Regions from separate parts of the Mus musculus genome. Here all the other regions are linked to region 1. The links are chromatin contacts, called in public HiChIP or PLAC-seq and promoter capture Hi-C maps. All regions are on one chromosome and are shown on one strand. The core of a region is the stretch at or near the end of the contact, and the rest is flanking DNA. Distances in the headings are between cores, read along the strand shown.

Region 1 (2,789 bases), core at 98-2,597:
CTTCAGACACCCCAGAAGAGGGTCTCAGATCTCATTATAGATGGTTGTGAGCCACCATGTGGTTGCTGGGATTTGAACTCGGGACCTGCGGAAGAGCAGTCAATGCTCTTAACCGCTGAGCCATCCCTCCCGCCCCCCATTTATTTATTATTACATGTAAGTACACTGTAGCTGTCTTCAGACACACCAGAAGAAGGTGTCAGATCTCATTAAGGATGGTTGTGAGCCACCATGTGGGTACTGGGATTTGAACTCAGGATCTCCAGAAGAGCAGTCGGCACTCTTAACCGCTGAGTCATCTCTCCAGCCCTGTGACCAACTCTTAATGGCAGTGTCCTTCTCTGGCTTTAGTCTGGGGCCACTCAGAACACCTTGCACACTTCAATCGTCCAATCAAAGTTGGTGGGTCATAGGCCCCTCTTAAAAAGCAGATCACAAAGATTGGAAATAGCTCCACTTCCACCTTTGCACAGCCACAGGATCACAGCCACTACCCAGAAGAGACATGGAACTGAAGAAGCCTCTAGAAGCTGACAGAGGATGGAAGGAACAGATTATAGGATCATGGCAACGTTTGTTTCCTTAAGTCCAATGACAACTCTCTCTTGTCTATCTCTCCTAGAGTCCAGTCTCATTGGTCTCTGGTTGAAGCCCCGGATTGCTGCCTGCAGGAGAAAGGTTCCCAACCTATCAGGCAAAAGGACGACGTTTAGATGACAGAAGATAGTCCACTCAAAGGTGTAAAGGCGGCAGTGAACTCTTTTTGTTTTTAATGTGGTGCAACCTACACAGAAGAGGAGGGGGCGCTGCTTTAAAGAAAATCGAGGTCCAGAAAGAGATCATGTGACCCTCCGCAGAGTTTAGTAGATCTCCAAATAAGTTTATAGGCTCAGTTTTAGCAAGTGAAGAAGACACACCTCCTCCATCTTACTCTCATAATTCACAAATGCTCAGAGTCCTGGTTTCTATTTGGCCTGTGGCGAGGGCAGGTAGTCCTGACCCTTGGGCTACTAGATCAACTAGTCCTACAGTCCAGAAACAGAGCCTCAGGCTCTCAGCATCCAATCGGAGACTAGCTCCTCCTGCAGCCCGCCCAGAGGCCTAAGCCTGTGTTAGCTCTACCCTTGGTGTCTTCCCTCGTTGCGGCCCCGCTCTCAGCTTGCGCCTAAGGCTGGACTGAGCCTAACTTCTCCCTTGGCTCCGCCCTCCAACCAATCACCATCCCTAAATTTCCTTCGGCCCCTCCTCCAGACCCGCCCCGGCCCAGTCGCGGGCTTGGTTCGCCCGGGCCCCACCCCTGGCCCGCCCCGCCGTCGGTGCGCGGCGGCCGGGAAGGCGCCTCCCGCAGTCGCTCGGAACTGCGGACCTGAGAGCTTCCCGCAGAGGGCCGGCGGTGGGAGCGGAGTGGGTCGGGCGGGGCCGAGCCGGGCCGTGGGCCGTGTGGGGGCCAGGCCGGGCCGGCGGACGGCAGGATGGGCTGCACCGTGAGCGCCGAGGACAAGGCGGCAGCCGAGCGCTCTAAAATGATCGACAAGAACCTGCGGGAGGACGGCGAGAAGGCGGCGCGGGAGGTGAAGTTGCTTCTGTTAGGTGAGGCAGCGCCCCGTTCTGGGACCCTTGACTCTCTACGCTAATCCCCAGACAAGGACCTGAAACTGCTCAGCCTGGCCTTGCACCCTACACCTGCGCTTGAAACCAGTAGGAGCCACCCTTTTAAGATCCGAAACTCTGGATTGGTCTAGATTTATAATCCTAGTCCAGACTTCATTCAGACCCTCAACTCATCCCAGATCCCACACACCAAACCTTGTATGACTATCTCCCCCCCCCCTTGTTATCCAGTCTCAAGAGAACTCAGACCCTGCCGTGTATTTCCGCACTTTCTCAGGCTTTTCTTAAACCCTCAGCACCCTGCCGGCTCCCACCTTCAAGCCCCACCTGTTCTATTTCTCTTGGCACGAGCATTCCTTGGGACCCTGGTCAAGCCTCGACCCACTCCCTCTTTTCCTTACTCTGGGATCTGTATTCTCCCTCTTTGCACTCTGACCCTTCAAGAACCTCTTTAAGAGGGAAACTGACTACTCTCAAGTTCTCTGTAGCAGGATTCCCCGCAGGGCCTCTGTTCCAGGTCACCAGATCTCTCTTTCTCTCTGTGTGTGTGTGTCTCTCTCTCTCTCTCTGTCTCTCTCCCTCCCTCTCTCTGCAGGTATCAACCCCCAAATCATCTGCCCCTCTTTTAAGGCTTTTCTCACACTCTGCCGTTCCCTTGCTTCTGCGCCCTCCTGCCCCAGGTGGGCCTTGTTGATAGGAGGAGGGGCACCAGGGGCTGGGGTGGGCCTAGGCTGAGCTGGGCAGACCCTTTGCAAGAGGTTGGTCTGACTCTGAGAGTCACACTGGGAAACAGGGGCCAGGCCTCTAGCATTTGCGGGAAGTTCCATTCCCTGGGATCCAAGGCTTGTCTGGGCCAGGGCCAGGGGAGTCTGGGCAATAGGAGGGAACATGGAGGAGTTAGGGTTGTTGTCACTTCCAAGGCCAAGGAAGATGGTGGCTGCTGGGATGGGGGGGAAGTGGAAGTAGTGAACCAACCGACATATTGCTGCCCCTGTGTGCCGGCCTGGAGAGATCTGCTGACGGCTGCTGGGCTTCTCACACTCGGGGCTGGAACGCCAGGGATATGGCCTAGGATACTGAGTAGACCTGTTGGTTCCCCAGAGGAATACTGTGATGTGGGGGTGGTGGGCAAGCTGAATGAGGGGCTGGTAAGGAGTCTGCTGCCTGTAGCCCCGTGT
Region 2 (2,700 bases), core at 190-2,689, 1.2 Mb before region 1:
GACCTGGGTGCTCAAAAAGCTGAGCTGGGTGTGACACAGTTTAGATTTTTCTCACCTGAACACCTCTAGAGGAGACTGAGAGTCTGTGAGGAGGACCCTAGAACCAAGGGTCCCTCGTCTTTAGCAAGACCAGATGACATTTCCAAATTTATCACAGTATTTCTGTCCTTAACTGGGCTGGGACAGGATGTTTCCATAGCTAGGGACTATGAGTCTGGAATAGCCCAGACTGCCCTGGGTCCCCTTCCTCCTGCAGTCAGAATAGGCTAGCTGGAGACACTGCAGCAGGACTACTCTTGAGCAAACAGGAACTGGAGCAGGCTCCACTGGAAGGGGACCAGGCCATCTTCAGAACGGGAAACCATGAAGGAGGCTCACTTCCTCACAGTGTGGACAGCTCCCATTCCAGGATGGAGCGCCCAGATTTCAGAGGAAGGAAACCAGAGAAGTCAGGAGTGGAGGCTTGGGAGAAGTGGGGGCTGTGCCAGGGAACCTTGTCTATCAGCAGGGGCCAGGGGCCTTGGTTCCTGAAGGGTTGGGGAATTGTCCTTGGGGAGAGCTTGATAGGTGGGCGGGTTCGGGATACAGAGATACTACAGGAATTGGGACTCGCATAAGGGACAGGAATGCCTGTGGCTCTGGGGTCCAAGTGTGTGGGTGGGGTGGGGACTAAGAACCTGGAGGGTGGTTGAGGAAACAGGTGGTGTATGAGGTGGCACAGTCAGTGGTGGGCACGGTGATCTTTACAGTTAAAGGTGGAGGCTACAGATTGATGGGAGATGGGCATCCTAGGGATTCAGGAAAGGGGAACGAATAGGGTTTGGAGGTCTAAGGGACTTGGATAATGAATGGACTGGAAGTCTCTGGATCCAGCTCGAGAATTCAATGCAGATGGAGGCTCTGATTATCGATGACAGAGAGTCCCTGTTCCAGAATTAAGCTTTTCACGGGCCTGCGGTTAAATGTCAAAGGCCTAGTCTCGGGTGGGTGTTGACGGCCCTTCCGGAGGGGTCTCAGTCCTTACGGCTCTTGGGACTTAAGGTCAGAGTCTCAACCTCCTTGTCTGGTAGAAGTCCCGAAGAATCTGACTGAGCTTCCTGGATCGGTTCTGCGTGCTGGTGAAGGGGTTCGGTCGAGAGGCCTGGGACGGAGGGACACACTCACCTGCAGGCGATGCAGGTAGGCAGGCGGCACGTACCCGGTCTCGCCACTGCGCGCCCGTGCTGCTAACCACCAGTGCGTGCTGCTGCGCTCCAGCACCAGGAAGGTCTCGCCTGCAGCGAACGCCATGGCGTTCGGCTCCGCGGAGCGGAACGCATACAGCGCGCGGTACATGAGGCCGGGCCGGGCCGGGCCGCGAAGCGCCGGGGCTGGGTACGCGACGAAGGTTGCGGTGCCGGGAAGCCAGGCCCTGAGTGCCGCGCCGCCCGGCGCTTGCCCCGCCCCGCCCCGTGACACGCCGCGCGTGCGCATGCGCGACCGCCGGAACCCCGCCCCAGGAGCGAGTCGGCTCCAGTATTGGAGCGCCGCGCCCCCTCGCGGCCGAGAGAGGTTTGGCGGGGCGGGGTGGGAGTCTCCAGTTCCTTCAGGCCTCAGACTCCAGTCAGCTGACTTAGGGTCCTAACTCCCTCTCCCTGGCTTTCCTCCTCCTTTCCCAGCTCAGGTGCAAGCGCTGCGTTCCTTCCCACCTCCTGATGAAGGATGCTTATAGCCAGTGCGTCCCTGGGGACGGGGATATGGTGTTTTGCTTTGAGGAATCCTGATCAGACATTTGGAAGTTCTTTCTGGGGAGGGGTCTCCCCAGCGCATCTAGGCCTCACAGTGCCTTAGTACAAAGTCCCTACTCTGTCGCTGAGGTGGTGGACAAGTGTGGAGGGCAAGGGACAAAACCAGGTTGTACTGTCCAGAATGCATCTTTGCTACCCACCACATATACACTCCCTTCATATATACTGGCTTCTTTCCTATCTTGAGTCTTGCATCTGTTCTATTTGAACACTCCCTTCTGGACCACGCCCCAACTTGTCAATGACTATCCTTTTGCCATTTTTGTTGTTACAAAAGGATTTAAGTCTATGACCTAAGGTCATATTTACTCATAACGAATCAAACTGCGTGTATACATGCATCTCCTGTTTTAAAAGGCTGTCTGTTACCAACCCTGTCCTGCCCCAACATCACAAATGGCACTGGGGAAAAAAAATGGTTAGGGCAGAAGGCTGATAGGGTAGGGACTGAACACATGAGGTTTAAAAAGCATGTTTTGAGTTCTGAATGGTGGCATGATCCCAGCATCCAGGAGGCAGAGCTGTAGAAAGCCAAGATCAAGACCAGCCTGGGCTTCATAGTAAGAATCCGTCTCAAAGAAAGAAAAAGCATCCCTGACCTTCAGTTTAATATTCAGCCTAGCCATCCACATCTTTGAAATCCTTGGCATCCCTCGGTCGTAGTGAAGAAGGCCTAAAGGATCCTTGCATACTCTCCACTAATCTAAGGAGCACAGGATATACACACCATCAGACAATGTTCCAAGGCAAGGTCTCACTGTGTAGTTTTGGCTGTTCTGGAACCATGTAGACCAGGCTGGCCTTAAATCCAATGATCCATCTGCCTTTGCCTCCCAAATGCTGGGACTTAGGGCAGGTGCCACCACACCTGGCTTTTTCCCCCTAAAGACAAGGTCACACTAGCAGCACCAAC
Region 3 (2,700 bases), core at 121-2,620, 1.1 Mb before region 1:
AAAATTAAAACAAAACCCTACAATTACACTCTCCACGGCAACAACTTGGTAAATAAGCATCTCCCATCTCTTAAAATGTTATCCCAGGGAAAGTGCAAATACAGCAAACATTTTAAATACTGAAAATCAACAACAATGCTGTCAACAAGGAAGGTCCTTTAAATTTTTCAAAATGTTTGTCTGCATCATATTTGCTGTTTCAAAACTGCCAGGGCTTCTTTCTTTTGGATCTTTTTATTTTCATAAATATTTATTAGTTGACAATTCCAAACATGTATACAATGTATTTTGACCATATCCATCCCCCTGGTCCCTTCTTATCCCCCTCCCACTGCCTCTGGATCCCTTCAGTACTTTTTCTTACAAATATTCGAAATTATTTTGTTCTTGCTCTATGTACATTTCTGCTAACAAAATGTTTATTTACATGCGATGACTAGCTCTATTTCCTTTCGCGTGTAAGAAGAGCCCTAGATTTCACCAGTTCCTACATTTTTCCCCATTTTCCCGCTAGTACAGCTTTCTTGATATTTGATAGAAATTAAAATCCTAAAAACGAATCAAGTCATTAGGAAGGATGCAGAAGATAGATGCAGTCTTGTTATCAAATATGAATAAAATCCCACTCGTGGTAGGAGCATCAGCATAAGAAGAAGAAAAAAGAAGACACCTTCTGATCCATTTTAAGATCTTAAAGGAGAAGAAGGGGAAAAAAAAAAAACCAATAAGGTTGGATGCGCAGATCACCCTCTCCCCCGCCTTTCCGGGATCAAAGAGGAGCTGACTGGCACAACTGACGTTCAACACCCAAAATGGCTGCACATCTGCAGGCCCAGGTAACAACAGTACCTGAGGATCCGGGCTGACCCTTCCATCCAAAGATAAAGACCCCATCCTCAAAGACCAGGGAGATCGTGGCCGGGGGACCTCTGTGAGACCAGAGATCCTGTCCTCCACCGGAAGACCCAGGGAGACCGCTTCAAAACCGGAGAAAGACACTGTCGTCGTCCCCCGCCCCCTCCCCTCCCCCGGTTCCGGGAGACCCTCCAATGCCGGGGGGAAGATTCTGCCCCGTCTCGGTGGGCAACGCTACTCTCCCCAGTAACTGCAAGGTACAATGGCCCCCCGTAAATAGGGAAGGGATGACTACACAAAAAAAGGGGGAGACCGCTTCTCAATGACAGCCATAGGACCCCCTTCACAAACCCAAGCCTCCCAGGGATCCCGGAGCCCGGCCGCTACCAGCACCGAAAACCTCTTCCCCTGAGCCCCGGGGTGACAGGGCCACGGGCCGGGCGGGGCGGGCGTTACCTGCGGCCACAGCCCAGTCCCGCGACGCTTCCGTCCTATTGTTTCTCTTCCACCAAAATGGCTGCGGCCGCGCTCAGCCCCGCCCCCCAACCTCGCTCCCAGGGCCCCTCGCTATTGGCTCGCACCCGAAGCCGCGCAAGCGGACTGGGCGGCCTGGAAGACTGTTGCTAGGGCGCCGGGATTCGCTTGGGGCGGCTTCCTGAATGGGCAAGGGGCGGGAAGAGGCGGGGCGTTGTCCTGAGTGAGGAGGGTGGCCAGTCTGTTCTGGAGTTGAAGTAACTGATGGGCTGTGTGCCAAATGGATCGATTGCAGGATGCCTAGGGTAAGGGTGGATGGACAGACAGTCCTGGTTTGCCCCGCACTGGGGAGTTTCCTAGGATACAGGAATGTCAAGGCCAGTATTCATTCTGTGATAAACTGCAAAGCTGGTCAACCTAGCAGATGGATGGACAGAACTACATGTCGCTAAGATGGATAAAGGGATAGCAGCAGGGAACAGAGAGAATGACTACAGACGATAGACAAATACATGGCTCTATAGGAGGCCAGTAAGACGGCTCAACAGGTCAAGCCGTTGCTCTGTTTCTCTCTGGCTCTTTGTCTCTGTCTCTCTCTCACTCACAAACACACACTCACACCACACACACTATAATAATTTTTAAAAAATGTTTAGACAGGTGAACAGATGAGTGGACAGACAGACAAGATAAAAGCCAATAGAAGTCTGATCAGAGGGATGTATAGGGTCCTCGGTAAATTGATAGGTCTGGAGCATAGAGCTCATCCAAGACTCCTTTGTCTGGAGCCTGTGTCATTCAGAAGGTCTCCTGCATGAGTGAACGAGTGTCAGCGCAGCCAGGAAAGGCAAGGAGCACGATGGGAACCATGGGCATGGGATGACCTCCTTCTTGGCTATTGGCCTTTCTGTAAAGGATGCCAGAGTTGTAACCCTGCATCCTGGGCATTAGCAAAGATGTAGCTCATAGGTTTTTAAAACTGAAGTATTTATTAAGCACCTACACTCTGCAGTGAGTGCAGTAAACAGATTTTTTTAATCCCTGCTTTCTAAAGGTGGACAAGAGAAACTCCTATTACCAACAGGTTCCTCTTGGAATCGCCTTCCCTTGAGGCCTTCATGGCTCTGTGTTCAGTTCTGTCTAGTTTTTCTTTTTCACATTTTTTCCTCTCTGTCTATACCCACTTACCCCGGGTCGTGGTTTTGTTTTTAAAATATTAACTAATTGAGTCCAGATCCCTCTCTGTAGCCCAGGCTGGCCTCAAAATTAAGGCAATTCTTCAGCATCAACCTTCCTCTTACTGGGATTACAGGCATGAACCGAGAGGCCCAGGTTTCAGGTTTAAATGCCAACTTCATGTTAATCGACCCC
Region 4 (2,866 bases), core at 364-2,863, 1.3 Mb before region 1:
CATTGGAGGCTCATGCCTTTCTTCCCAGCACTTGGGGAGCAGAGGCAGATGGATCTCCGAGTTCGAGGCCTGCCTGCTCTACAGAGTGAGCTCCAGGACAGCCAGGACGACACAGAGAAACCCTATCTTAAAAAAGAAAAAAAAAAAAAAAAAAAAGGAGAAAAAAAATTTTTATTTTTACGTATGTGTACGTGGGATGGTGAGACTGTGTAGGGTTAGGAACCGCTCTTCCACAGGACCCAGGTTCAATTCCCAGCACCCTCACGGTGGCTCACAACCACCTGTAACTCCAGTTCTGTTTTTTTTTTTTTAGATTTGTTTATTTATTTATTTATTTATTATATGTAAGTACACTGTAGCTGTCTTCAGACGCACCAGAAGAGGGCATCAGATCTCATTACGGGTGGTTGTGAGCCACCATGTGGTTGCTGGGATTTGAACTCCGGACCTTCGGAAGAGCAGTCGGGTGCTCTTACCCACTGAGCCATCTCACCAGCCCTCTGGGGGTTCTAATATCCTTTTCCAACCTCCAAGGGCATTATGTACAGACATGGTGCACATACACACATGTAAGCCACTCGTGTAGGTAAAAGTAAGACCGGCTTAGACACACTAGTCTCCACCCCTCAGAGTATTGGTGTTAGACCTAAATCACAACACTGAGGACTCCAAATTCAGATACCCATGTTTGAGTACCAAGCTCTTTACCCACTGGGCCATCTTCCCCGTCCTTCAGAGGCATTTCTTGAAGTGTATTCCTGGCTACGTCTACAAATTACATAGCCTAGGTGGTGAGTCTAACAGACCTGGATGTCTTTCTGTAAATAACCTAAAGTCTGTGAAATCTCATTCTTTTTCGTGGCAAGAGAATAATCTCTTCTCTCGGGGAGGTAGAACGAAAAGCTGGAGGAGAGAATTCGGCCCCGTCTTTGGCAAGCACCATAATGTTGGCTGCCGGGTTAAGGCAGGGTTGAAGTCAGGTACAGGGATAAGCCCCGGCAGTAAGCCAGTCTCCACCCAAAACATGTAAGACTGGAGCCCAAGGTCACATCCCAACCTGGGACAACACGGCGGGCCTCACCTAGAGGACTGGCGCACACTTACCGTGCAGGTAGCATGCGAGGACTGCTCCGAGGCCACACGCAGCCCGTTGTCCAAGATGCTGACCTGGGTCTCCGGCACGCTCTGGAGGGCCTGGGCGAAGGTTGCGGTACCCCGCAAGGCAGGTAACCTCAGCAGGGCCGGCTAAAGGGAGAAGGCGACCATTGCAAGAACTGCTCGCCAAGCCTCTGGGACCTCGGCTCTCAAACCCAAGCCAGAGCAGATAACCATCCCCGCCCTCCGCCATGACCTTCCCACGGCCCTGACCCCCGCGACCTCCCCACTCCGACCCGCCACTGCTGAGACAGCCTGCTCCTCATCTGTGTACGAAAGCCCTGGGCCCTGCAGCCCAACGTCTCACTGCCACCTCACCGAGCGGCGGGTGCGAAGTAGCACTTGCGTCCCGGAGCAGGCCGCTCGGCAGACTGCGGACGCCGCCATCTTCTAACTTCCGTCAGTGTAGAGCCGCGCTGCGCATGCGCAGAGCGGAGTCTGAGGCGCAAGCGCTGTAAGGAAGACTTGGTGCTCAGTCGCCCCCTGTTGGGCAGCAAGTACGTTAGCAAGAATTGATCGCATGTAGTCATTTGGTCCGTGTGCCTCTAGGATCTTCGGGACATTTATCAACCTGCGAGGGAGGGGCCCTTCATCTGGTCCCATCTGAGACAGGTTCTATTCATCACCTTCTTCCACCTGAGGGAGGCGGTATGCAACTGTGGGAGATGCATTGTACGCCAGCAGCAGCTCTGAAACCTGGAGGGCAGTGGCTAGGCACAATTGAGCCCAAGGGCTAAAGCACTTGCCTGTCTGTGCAAGAAGGTGTCCACTAAAGTTAGTTTAAAAGAATAAAATATGCTTAAATGGTTGACTTGAAAGACGTTTAATAATATATTGCCAAATATATAGCACTTGGGAAATGGAGACACAGAAGAATCAGGAGTTCAAGGACATCCTCCTCTCTTGTGTAAGGAGTTCAAAACTACCCTGGGTTGTGTAAGACAGTGTCTCCAAAACGTAAGAAAAAAAACGTGTGTATGAAAAGAGGAACAATGTAGAGGTAATTTGTGGAATAGGGCTCCTTGTTTGGAATAAAATAACTAAGCAAAAAAGTTTTTTCTATTTTGTGATTATTTCAAAACTTTTTGTTTACTTTTTTTCTTAATTTTTTATTATTTAAATGCATTTTATACATCAAACATATTAATAATGTTGAGTACTTTGAGAATCAAATAATCCATAAATTTTTTTCAACTTTTATATTCATATCCTTTCATACCCTAAAATATCATTAATGAATATTTAATACTATCCATAACTGAGGATCCTATATCTAATGTTGAATACTAAATTGTTTCAAAACATGCAAAATATTCTTTGGGAGTTAAGCATAGTAAAAGAGCATAAAATATTAAAAATTAATCATTAAGAAATATATTCATGAGTTCGAGGCCAGCCTGGTCTACAAAGTGAGTTCCAGGACAGCCAGGGCTACACAGAGAAACCCTGTTTCAACAAAACAAAACAATAAAAAATGAGTTACAGGGACAAAGTTTGGAGTAGAGACTAAAGGAATGACCATCCAGAGACTGCCCCACCTGGGGATCCATCCCATAAACAACCACCAAACCCAGACACGATTGCGGATGCCAACAAGAGCTTGCTGGCAGGAGCCTGATAACGCTGTCTCCTGAAAGGCTCTCCCAGTGCTTGACAAATACAGAAGTGGATGCTCACAGCCATCTATTGGATGCGAAGCACAGGGTCCCCA
Region 5 (2,938 bases), core at 384-2,883, 1.2 Mb after region 1:
GAAGTGAGGAATTTGAGAAATCCGGGCAACCAGACTGGGTCCCCTAGCAGGAAGAGGAGCCGGTAGGAACCCTGGAGAGTGAGATAGGTTTCACAGCATGGAGGTGGGCTCAGCCAATCACAACTGGAAAAGCCTCACCAATCAAGAGAGGAACCAGAGGCCTAGGGAGGAAGGGGGTTGTTTAGCGGACTGCATGGGAGGCGTCGGGCAGGCCAGGAGACCCCGTGGGTCCACCTGTACAGCTTAGCGCTCTTTCTTTCCTTCAGGAGCTAGGAACTGGGAATGGAGGCTGGAGGAGAGTGGGCGGGTGGACAGAGCCTGTCTGGGGACACAGGGTGGGGCAAGCCATCCTCTCTGCAGCCTGGGCCTGCCAGGGTGTGTGGGCCGCCCGCTCCCAGCCCCCCACCCTGAGCATGCAAAGAGAACAATCCCCTTGTGTTTGGGCAGCCTGAGCCTGCGTGCTGATGAAGGCTACGGGGTGGGGGCTGGGATAGGGGTGCTTTGAAACAAGAAGGGGTTCCAGGACCTAGAAAGATAATACTCTCAAATGGAAAAAACAATAGACCCTCCCAGATGTTGGCCCTGAGGCCACCAGGGTGACCCCACTGAACACTGAACGCCAGAGATAACTCCTGACCAAAGCTTAGTGTGTTTATAGGGAAGACAGGAACCCTGGGGACACATGCCTTGTTGGTCCAGGGAGAAGGTAACGTCTTTGGCTTGGTGGGAACCCAAAGCCACACATTCTGAGAGAAGGGGTGTGAAAGGACCAAGGTACATCCCCTGGAGGACCATTCCCTTGGGTGCCGGGGTGGGGCGGGGCTCTGGGTGCCACAGGTCTCAAGATGGCGGGCCTGGTTTAGGAGTGTGAGGAGGTGGGCACCTCCCTCTCCTAGCCAGGGATGCCTGAAGGCCAGGTTTAAGTATGTGGCGGAGTCCCTTCACCTCCATCCCCAGTACCCCAGCCAAGAAGCTAGGTCAGAGCTGGAGATGAAGAGCCACAGGAAGGGGGGAGAACACTGTGCTCCCAACTATCTCCATCCACCTTGGCCTGGAGGTCTGTGTCTGGCTCCCCGAAGGACTGCAGAGAATGGGAAGGGGTGTGTGTGAGAGCCAGGAGCTGCAGAGAGTGGCAGATGAGAACAGGGACGAAGTAGAACCCGAACCCGGGACATGAGGTCCAGAACTGAGAGCTCAAAGGACAGAAACGGCAAACAGGATGAGAGCTTCAAACCTGGTACCCAAGGTCCAAGAAACCCCTCCCTGTAGTGGGGTGTTCCCCTGGAAAACCAACGCCCCCCACCTGTACAGGCCTCAGCCGCATTGGACAGAAAACGTGTTCTTCGCAGCGCCCCCCCCCCCAGGACCGCGATCGGGTGCACACTGGAGCCGATTCCCCGCCCCCCCCCAGCGAACCCCCAAACTTCAATGGCCCGCGGTGCCCCGCCCGGCCCGCGCCTTACCTCGCTGGGGCTGTTCTGCGGCGGCGGCAGCGGCTGGGCCGCTCAGTCCCACATTGTCCCCGGGAAAGGCGGCCGCTCACAACTGCGAGTGACATCAGCTGCGAACAATGAGGGGTTTGACAGGCGCGGAGCCCGGCCGGCCCGGAGCCCGGCTCCGCGCCCCCCCACCCCCACCCCCCGGCCCGCCTGGCCCGGCCCCGCCCCGCCCCCTCCCCGGATCCGATTACAGCGCGGCGGGCCCGCCCCAGCAGCCCCAGTGCCGCAGCCGCCCGCCCCGCCCCGCCCCGCCCCGCCCCGCGCGGTCCGGCGCCCCGAGCATCCGTCGTTTCCGGGAGGGAGCGATGGACCCTTCCCATGCGGCTCACCAGGGGCCCCGGATCCTCCCTGTATGGCTCTCTCCCGGCCTGTCCTTCCCGCCCAGCGCTTCTGCGGAGCTCCCCGCAGCCTTCATCTCAGTCCTGGCCGCGCCTCCCGGCTTCTGTCCCACAGCCCTCTGCCCTGCCCCGGCTCTTGCTTCTTCACCATCCTTCACTCCGGGGTCCAGCCCACCTAGACCCGCTACCTCCGGCGTCCGCACTGTCCGACCCTGGTCCTGGTCCTCCCAGGAGAGGCTACCCGACCAGCTGGAGGAGGGGCATGAGAGCCGTTTGGCCCTTAAACAACCTGTCCCGTGATCCTTCCAATCTCCTGCCAAATTCCTTTTGGAGCTAGGGTCAGAGTGCCATTAACTCCTTTACTAGGAAAGGGATAGGTTGTGTGTGTGTGTGTATATGTGTGTGGGTGGGTGTGTGGGGGGGGGGGGGAATTGAGCCTGCCCTTCCCCCATCTCAGAGCAGATATTCTCCCCCTTTCAGTAATCGGCTCATATAGGTCCCACTGACCTACACCTCCCCCCTCAGCTGAGTCTCTTGGCACCTGGATGTATGTGGGTGGGGAGGGGAATCCAATCTCCCTTTCCCTCCATCTGGCCTAGTGGACAAAGGGCAGGGGGACCATTTGGTCCCGCCAGGGTGGGGGAGGAGCCCACAGTGGCAGTCCCAAGGGGAAGGGGGAGGGGCGGCGCTCCGGAGACAGCAAAAGCATGTGAGGTCTAATTGTATCACTTTATTTCAGGGACCTCCGAAGTCGGTCTCCTCTCCTTATCCCACTCCCAAACCTCAGGGCAGGAAATGGGCTTGGCTGAGAAGATCCGTGCTTGATTACCTGGGGAGGTATGCAGCCCCTAAGGGAGATTTGAAGAGCACCTCCCCTTCTGAGGAGGCCATTCTGGTCTGGGACCAGTTGCAACGGGTAGGTAAGAGAAATCTAGCGGTGGCCACATTTTTATCCTGGCAAGTGGATCTCTGTTTACAAAGATTCCCTCCATCCTTCAGGAAACTGCACATGTACCTGTGCAAACTACACAAGAATGTGGGACCCCTGTGCTGCTCCCAAGGGAAAGGTTCTGTCTGGGTGTGGGATGGATCTAAACAAGC
Region 6 (2,876 bases), core at 121-2,620, 1.4 Mb before region 1:
CCAGAGACCAGCATCATGGATGCTCAGTTAGTTAAGAGCAATCCTGTTGATCTTGAAGTGGTGAGGTGAGTAAGTCTCTGGACCTCAGGCTGTGCCCTCTCACCCTAGGCAGTCAGAGCGCTCACTGTGATGTTGCACAGGCAATGGCTGACGGTGCGGCGGGCAGGAGGTCCAAGGACCCACCAGCAGAAGCAGACGATACGCTGTCTGCGGGACACTGTGCTGCTGCTGCATAGCCTATCTCAGAAGGACAAGCTCTTCACTGTGCACTGTGTCGAGGTCCTGCATCAGTACGACCAGGTGATGCCAGGGGTCAGCATGCTGATTCGAGCCCTTCCTGATGTGACTGACTGTGAAGGTAAGCTAGCACGACACTGTCCTAGCCTTCGTGTGCCTCTGTCAGACTCCTTTCCATGAGTCTCCCCTTGCCTCCAGAGCCATTCCTGGCACATGGGTATTACCTTCCTGCTCTGGGTCTTTGAGTATGACAGGTTCCCATTTGATGGTGTCTATTGAATTGGCCTCGCTGAGCCATGGTTTTCCACAAAGATCTGTCCGAATTGCCTTTGTGTCACTTTTGCTCACAGTCGCTGAGGGAGCAAAGCCTGTGCATAGAAGGGACTGGTTGGTTCCTGTGACGCTAGGGAGCATGGGGGCCTCCAAGCCCCCACGCTGTCGAGTTAACCTCAGACCCCTCTTCCTTTTGGCTCAGAGGCTGCCCTGGATGACCTCTGTGCTGCGGAGACTGATTTGGAAGACTCTGAGATGGACTGTAACTGAGGGCCTGAGCATCCAGCCACAAGGTGGCGCCAGCTCCCACCGCCGTCTTTGCCATATCCACTGATTAAAACTGCACTTCCTGCTGAGAACACAAGCTTTGTTTCCTGAGTCCGATTTGTGTGGCTGAGAGGGAGGGACAGGGCAGACCAAGAATTGATGAGATGACTCCTGCTGGAGTTGAGATGGCCCCCATGGTAACTGATCTGCCCTGAGGAAAAACCCTGCCCCTCTTCGGGAATTACCCTGAGTCATAGCTTTGGGCGGGGGCCGTGGTGGGGGCAGGGGTACGTTTGTGGCCAAGGAGGCAGCCCTTTTTAGGAAGGCCTGGATCAAGGACTGGGGGAAAGACAAGAAAAGGCAGAGGCTCACGGGCACATTTGAATCCTAGAGACAACCCAGTTTGAGTTGTCAGTGTTGGGGCAGTAGTCCATTTTACCAGCCAGCAGGATCACAGATATGGATCTAGGAAGGCCTTTGGGGTGCTTGGGGAGGGAGGGAGGAGCGTCAGCACGAGGGCCAGGCCTGGCAGGCTAACAGCAGGGCGGGCCCTGTTCAGGAGGCAGGCCTATGGGTGGACCCAGGCAGTTTTACTTCCTCAGCCACACTGCTGCCAGCAGCAGACCCAGCGGAGTGCCTTGCTGCCTGCTTCTCGGTAAGTGTGGAGTAAGGGTATGGGGTAAGGCAGAAGAGAATAGGGTTCCCTCACCCTGAAGGTAGTCAGCACTAGGGGAAGGGCCTCCCTCAAAAGGCAAATAAGTAGTGGATCCATCCCACTAGAACAACCCTGCCCTCCAGCTTCTAGTGGCCCTGGATAGTACCTGCTGAAGGGAAGGGCTGAGCTGCCTTTCTGCACCCCACCTCAGCCCACTTGAGACCTTCCTGCTGCTACTCATTACCCCATCTCCTCCCCAGGTTCAGCATGGGCTCACAGACCCTGCCCCATGGTCACATGCAGACCCTCATCTTCTTAGACCTGGAAGCCACTGGCCTGCCTTCGTCTCGGCCCGAAGTCACAGAGCTGTGCCTGCTGGCTGTCCACAGACGTGCTCTGGAGAACACTTCCATTTCTCAGGGACATCCACCTCCAGTGCCCAGACCGCCCCGTGTGGTGGACAAGCTCTCTCTGTGCATTGCTCCAGGGAAAGCCTGTAGCCCTGGGGCCAGTGAGATCACAGGTCTGAGCAAAGCTGAGCTGGAAGTACAGGGGCGTCAACGCTTCGATGACAACCTGGCCATCCTGCTCCGAGCCTTCCTGCAGCGCCAGCCACAGCCTTGCTGCCTTGTGGCACACAACGGTGACCGCTATGACTTTCCTCTGCTCCAGACAGAGCTTGCTAGGCTGAGCACTCCCAGTCCCCTAGATGGTACCTTCTGTGTGGACAGCATCGCTGCCCTAAAGGCCTTGGAACAAGCTAGCAGCCCCTCAGGGAATGGTTCGAGGAAAAGCTACAGCCTGGGCAGCATCTACACCCGCCTGTACTGGCAAGCACCGACAGACTCACATACTGCTGAAGGTGATGTTCTAACCCTGCTCAGCATCTGTCAGTGGAAGCCACAGGCCCTACTGCAGTGGGTGGACGAACATGCCCGGCCCTTTAGCACCGTCAAGCCCATGTACGGCACTCCGGCTACCACTGGAACAACCAACCTAAGGCCACATGCTGCCACAGCTACTACACCCCTGGCCACAGCCAATGGAAGTCCCAGCAATGGCAGGAGCAGGCGACCTAAGAGTCCTCCTCCAGAGAAGGTCCCAGAAGCCCCATCACAGGAGGGGCTGCTGGCCCCACTGAGCCTGCTGACCCTCCTGACCTTGGCAATAGCCACTCTGTATGGACTCTTCCTGGCCTCACCTGGGCAGTAAGTCAAGAGGGGAAATATGATGAATAAAGACTTCCATAGCACTGACTGCTTGCCGCCTCTGCTTCTCAGCCTGGGCCTCTGGCCATGCTCAGGCCCTAGGGATGAGGTACAGTCCCTCTCTCCTGCTCTCTTAGCAGGACAATCAAACCTGTTAGGCTAATTAACAGAGGGAAGAAACAAGTTCAAGAAGTAGACAGAAATAGTTTTTGGTGTAGAGCCAAGGCCAGCTGCCT
Region 7 (2,745 bases), core at 114-2,613, 1.0 Mb before region 1:
GATCTGATTTCTCACAGATGAACACTACAGAGTCTCCTCGGGATGAGCTGTCTGTGGTGAGCCTCACTTTGAACAGAGGCCGTGAGATAGCCTGCTGTCAAGCCTGCCAAGGAAGAGCCCTTGGATACTGTTCTCTTTCAGAGGAAACTGGATCTGACATCCTATCAAGCCCCCAACCGAGGTTACCACCTTTATGAGATTCACATCTTCTCTGGCTTCCAGCCCCCAGCAACACGCCATCCACACACACAAAAGACTCATGTCTTCTTCTCACAGGCTCATCCTGGCTATGACCTGTCATTTCCTTTCAGGTCTATGTCCATAAAAAAAGAAGAAGAAGAAGAAGAAGAAAAAAGAAACCTATAAGCTACGAGCTTATATGAGCTCATCTATGAGCTAAGTCATCGAATATAGATTTTAGTCTCCACAAGACCTGGCTGAGAGTACAGCAAGAGGAAGAATAAAAGGCTGAGGAGAGAAAGGTCCCCTCGATTTCCACACCTGAGCCTGGCTGGTCATTGCTTGCTATGGGGGTGACTATGCAGCTTACCCTGCAGTGAATGACTGGCTGTAAATGGCCAGGTGCCTCTTCAGGCAAAGAAAAGTGCACAAGAGATAGGCTATGGGACACACCGGCTTTACGAGACTGTGTCAAAGGACATCTCTGCCACCTTTGTCCTTAATTTGTGGGGGAGGTCAAGTCTACAGATAACCTGTTCCAATCTTTATAACAATATCAGGGTTAACCGGGCACAGACAGCAGCTTTTTCTTTCTCATCTCCAAAGAAGTGCGCAGGGCTCAAAAAAAGACTGCCATCCGAAGACCTTGAAATAGGAGCTGTAGGGCTCTTAGGGCGCGAGGTACAGCCTCTGTCTATTTCGTATTGATTCTCGAGAGGAAAAAAAAATTGTTTTGAGGTGCCAGGGAGTTGAATGCAGAGCCTCTGGCCGGGTTAGGTAAAGCAGCGCTTCCTAGTAAACTACATACCAACCCTCTGTAAACTTCCCACGGAAGGAAGCATCCATCAGCCCGGCTCCACTTCTGTTCAGAAAGGCAGCACCTCGCGGCGGTCCCTACTTTCCACGTAACCCCCCCCCCCCCCCCCACACACACACACACCGCCCCGGGGCATTCCTCCACAAGCCCCCGTCCACACTCCGCGCACCTTGACCGTGTCCAGGGGGTGCCCCACAAACACCAGGCACATGCCGCCGAAGCCGCCAGCCAGGAGGTTCTTAAACGGACTGATGGGTTTCGGCTCGTCTGCCATGCTCAGTCTTCTGTCTGTCTGTCTGTCAGCTCCGGGCAGTCTTGGTCTTGCTCCGCTGCCCGAGCGGCTCCGCCGACCTTTCACCTACATTCAGGTGGGCGGGGCCGTGGGCAGGTCGGAAAGAGGGCCCAGTCGTACTAGCCTGGCTTCCGCCCTGAAGTCTACTTCCGGCTGCCCTCCTCCTTAGTGGGCGGGGCTCTTTCCCTAATGATGTATGGGAGGGGCTTGGGAATGATTGTCAGGGACTTACTCCTCCAGGAAGTCTTCTTGGACTTGAGTTTTTTTCTTTCTCTGGTCCTCTGTGGTCCTATGCATCTGTGCACTCCCCAGAGGTCGCATACACCCTTTTGCGTGACAGCCACTTTTTTTTTTTTAGGTGCTGAAGAGTGGAGGTACCCCATAGAGGTCCCTGTCTTTGATAAGCCTTGACTAAGTTAAAAATGGCATATGTCCTATGGTAAAAATGGCTCTATAGGAAAATAAATCCGGGAAGAAGTAAAGTGTGGGAGACAAATAATTTGTAACTAATTTGTTAAACAAGAGAAGCTCTCATTAGGAAGGCAAAGGATTAAGATCTAGGGCATGGAAATGAGTCCTGTCTAAAGATACCCGGTAAAGGATGAAGGACCTTTCTGGCAGAAGATAAAGAAAATTTGAAAACTCTGAGATGTCTGTGTTGTCAAATCTGAGAAACCACAGGCCACAGGGGTGGGAATGGGGTGCGGTGGGATGGTGGAGCAGCCAGTGAGGACAGGAGAAACGGAGACTACTCATCAGGAGGAACTGTGAGGACATCAGTCTCTTCTATGACAGGTTTTAGATGGAGACTAACAATCTCAGATCGGATTTTAAAACAAACAGACAAAAATCAGGATCGCTGTAACTGCTGGTGAAAACAGCCAGAGGAAATCCAGGGGGCTGGAGAAAGTTAAAGGTCATGAGTAGAAATGTTGGCTTGGACCAGCACATAGCAGAGTTGTTAACGAGGTGCGATCCAATGGTGAATATTTTCTAAAGGAAAACCCGAAGGACCTGTTAGTGAACGGAAATTCATTCTGCTCACTACTCATGCAGAAGCTGCAGAAGCTGGCTCAGCAGCTCAGAGAACTGGCTGCTCTTACAGAGTACCTGGGTTCTGTTCCCTGCACCCTCGTAGCAGCCCAGAACTGTCTGAAACTATACTTCCATGAGACCTAATGCCCTCTTTGGGCCTCTTTGGGCACCAAGCACACATACATTCATGGAGGCAAAGACTCAAGGACACAAAATAAAAATGAGTAAATATATATTTTTTTTTTAGAAAAAGTTTTGTGAGAGAGGCTTACGGGACAATGCTAATGTTTTTGGCCTTAGCAACTAGAGAGAAGACATCATCTTTAACTGAGATTGGGGAAGAGATGGGGTCAAGCAGATTAGAGGATGGTAAAGGACATTTTAGACATAATTAGTTTGAGATTTCTATTAATAGATCTAT

The links. Promoter capture Hi-C pulls out the DNA fragments that hold promoters and counts their contacts. HiChIP or PLAC-seq counts read pairs in DNA pulled down with a chosen protein or histone mark.
Region 2: a contact with region 1 is called in a promoter capture Hi-C map of liver, with 7 times the contacts expected there. The contact joins the promoter of Nckipsd here to the promoter of Gnai2 in region 1. A contact is called at or near these places in 2 of 39 promoter capture datasets (liver and pre-B cells).
Region 3: an H3K27ac HiChIP or PLAC-seq map of double positive thymocytes shows a contact between it and region 1, with 4 times the contacts expected there. The contact joins the promoter of Ip6k2 here to the promoter of Gnai2 in region 1. A contact is called at or near these places in 2 of 39 promoter capture datasets (liver and pre-B cells) and 2 of 115 datasets of contacts at active chromatin or transcription factors (bone marrow-derived dendritic cells and double positive thymocytes).
Region 4: an H3K27ac HiChIP or PLAC-seq map of bone marrow-derived dendritic cells shows a contact between it and region 1, with 3 times the contacts expected there. The contact joins the promoter of Uqcrc1 here to the promoter of Gnai2 in region 1. A contact is called at or near these places in 1 of 39 promoter capture datasets (embryonic stem cells), 1 of 484 Hi-C or Micro-C datasets (B cells), 1 of 115 datasets of contacts at active chromatin or transcription factors (bone marrow-derived dendritic cells) and 1 of 9 other capture datasets (liver).
Region 5: an RNA polymerase II HiChIP or PLAC-seq map of embryonic stem cells shows a contact between it and region 1, with 7 read pairs. The contact joins the promoter of Pcbp4 here to the promoter of Gnai2 in region 1. A contact is called at or near these places in 1 of 484 Hi-C or Micro-C datasets (embryonic stem cells) and 3 of 115 datasets of contacts at active chromatin or transcription factors (embryonic stem cells and extraembryonic endoderm stem cells).
Region 6: a contact with region 1 is called in an H3K27ac HiChIP or PLAC-seq map of thymic regulatory T cells, with 7 times the contacts expected there. The contact joins the promoter of Trex1 here to the promoter of Gnai2 in region 1. A contact is called at or near these places in 2 of 39 promoter capture datasets (liver and pre-B cells), 2 of 484 Hi-C or Micro-C datasets (B cells and CD4 T cells), 3 of 115 datasets of contacts at active chromatin or transcription factors (bone marrow-derived dendritic cells, kidney and thymic regulatory T cells) and 2 of 9 other capture datasets (adipose tissue and liver).
Region 7: a contact with region 1 is called in an H3K4me3 HiChIP or PLAC-seq map of bone marrow-derived macrophages, with 4 times the contacts expected there. The contact joins the promoter of Slc25a20 here to the promoter of Gnai2 in region 1. A contact is called at or near these places in 1 of 39 promoter capture datasets (liver) and 1 of 115 datasets of contacts at active chromatin or transcription factors (bone marrow-derived macrophages).

The regions. Positions count from the first base shown.
Region 1 is chr9:107,633,901-107,636,689 of GRCm38.p6, reverse strand. It overlaps Gnai2 (guanine nucleotide binding protein (G protein), alpha inhibiting 2), which reads left to right and starts at 1,347. Exons shown (of 9, transcript NM_008138.5): 1 at 1,347-1,590. The coding sequence starts at 1,473.
Region 2 is chr9:108,807,119-108,809,818 of GRCm38.p6, reverse strand. Nckipsd (NCK interacting protein with SH3 domain) reads right to left here and starts at 1,439. Exons shown (of 13, transcript NM_030729.4): 1 at 1,165-1,439. The coding sequence starts at 1,335.
Region 3 is chr9:108,782,482-108,785,181 of GRCm38.p6, reverse strand. It overlaps Ip6k2 (inositol hexaphosphate kinase 2), which reads right to left and starts at 1,370. Exons shown (of 6, transcript NM_001379600.1): 1 at 1,312-1,370.
Region 4 is chr9:108,935,395-108,938,260 of GRCm38.p6, reverse strand. Uqcrc1 (ubiquinol-cytochrome c reductase core protein 1) reads right to left here and starts at 1,613. Exons shown (of 13, transcript NM_025407.2): 1 at 1,474-1,613; 2 at 1,105-1,245. The coding sequence starts at 1,542.
Region 5 is chr9:106,452,533-106,455,470 of GRCm38.p6, reverse strand. Pcbp4 (poly(rC) binding protein 4) reads right to left here and starts at 1,633. Exons shown (of 13, transcript NM_021567.5): 1 at 1,464-1,633. Abhd14b (abhydrolase domain containing 14b) reads right to left here. Exons shown (of 4, transcript NM_029631.3): 4 at 2,553-2,938.
Region 6 is chr9:109,057,745-109,060,620 of GRCm38.p6, reverse strand. It overlaps Trex1 (three prime repair exonuclease 1), which reads left to right and starts at 1,370. Exons shown (of 2, transcript NM_001012236.1): 1 at 1,370-1,432; 2 at 1,693-2,689. The coding sequence starts at 1,700. The coding sequence ends at 2,644. Atrip (ATR interacting protein) reads left to right here. Exons shown (of 13, transcript NM_172774.3): 12 at 109-358; 13 at 713-874. The coding sequence ends at 780. Atrip-trex1 (Atrip-Trex1 readthrough) reads left to right here. Exons shown (of 14, transcript NR_153412.1): 12 at 109-358; 13 at 713-1,432; 14 at 1,693-2,688. Shisa5 (shisa family member 5) reads right to left here. Exons shown (of 6, transcript NM_025858.3): 6 at 2,829-2,876.
Region 7 is chr9:108,660,754-108,663,498 of GRCm38.p6, reverse strand. Slc25a20 (solute carrier family 25 (mitochondrial carnitine/acylcarnitine translocase), member 20) reads right to left here and starts at 1,363. Exons shown (of 9, transcript NM_020520.5): 1 at 1,167-1,363. The coding sequence starts at 1,271.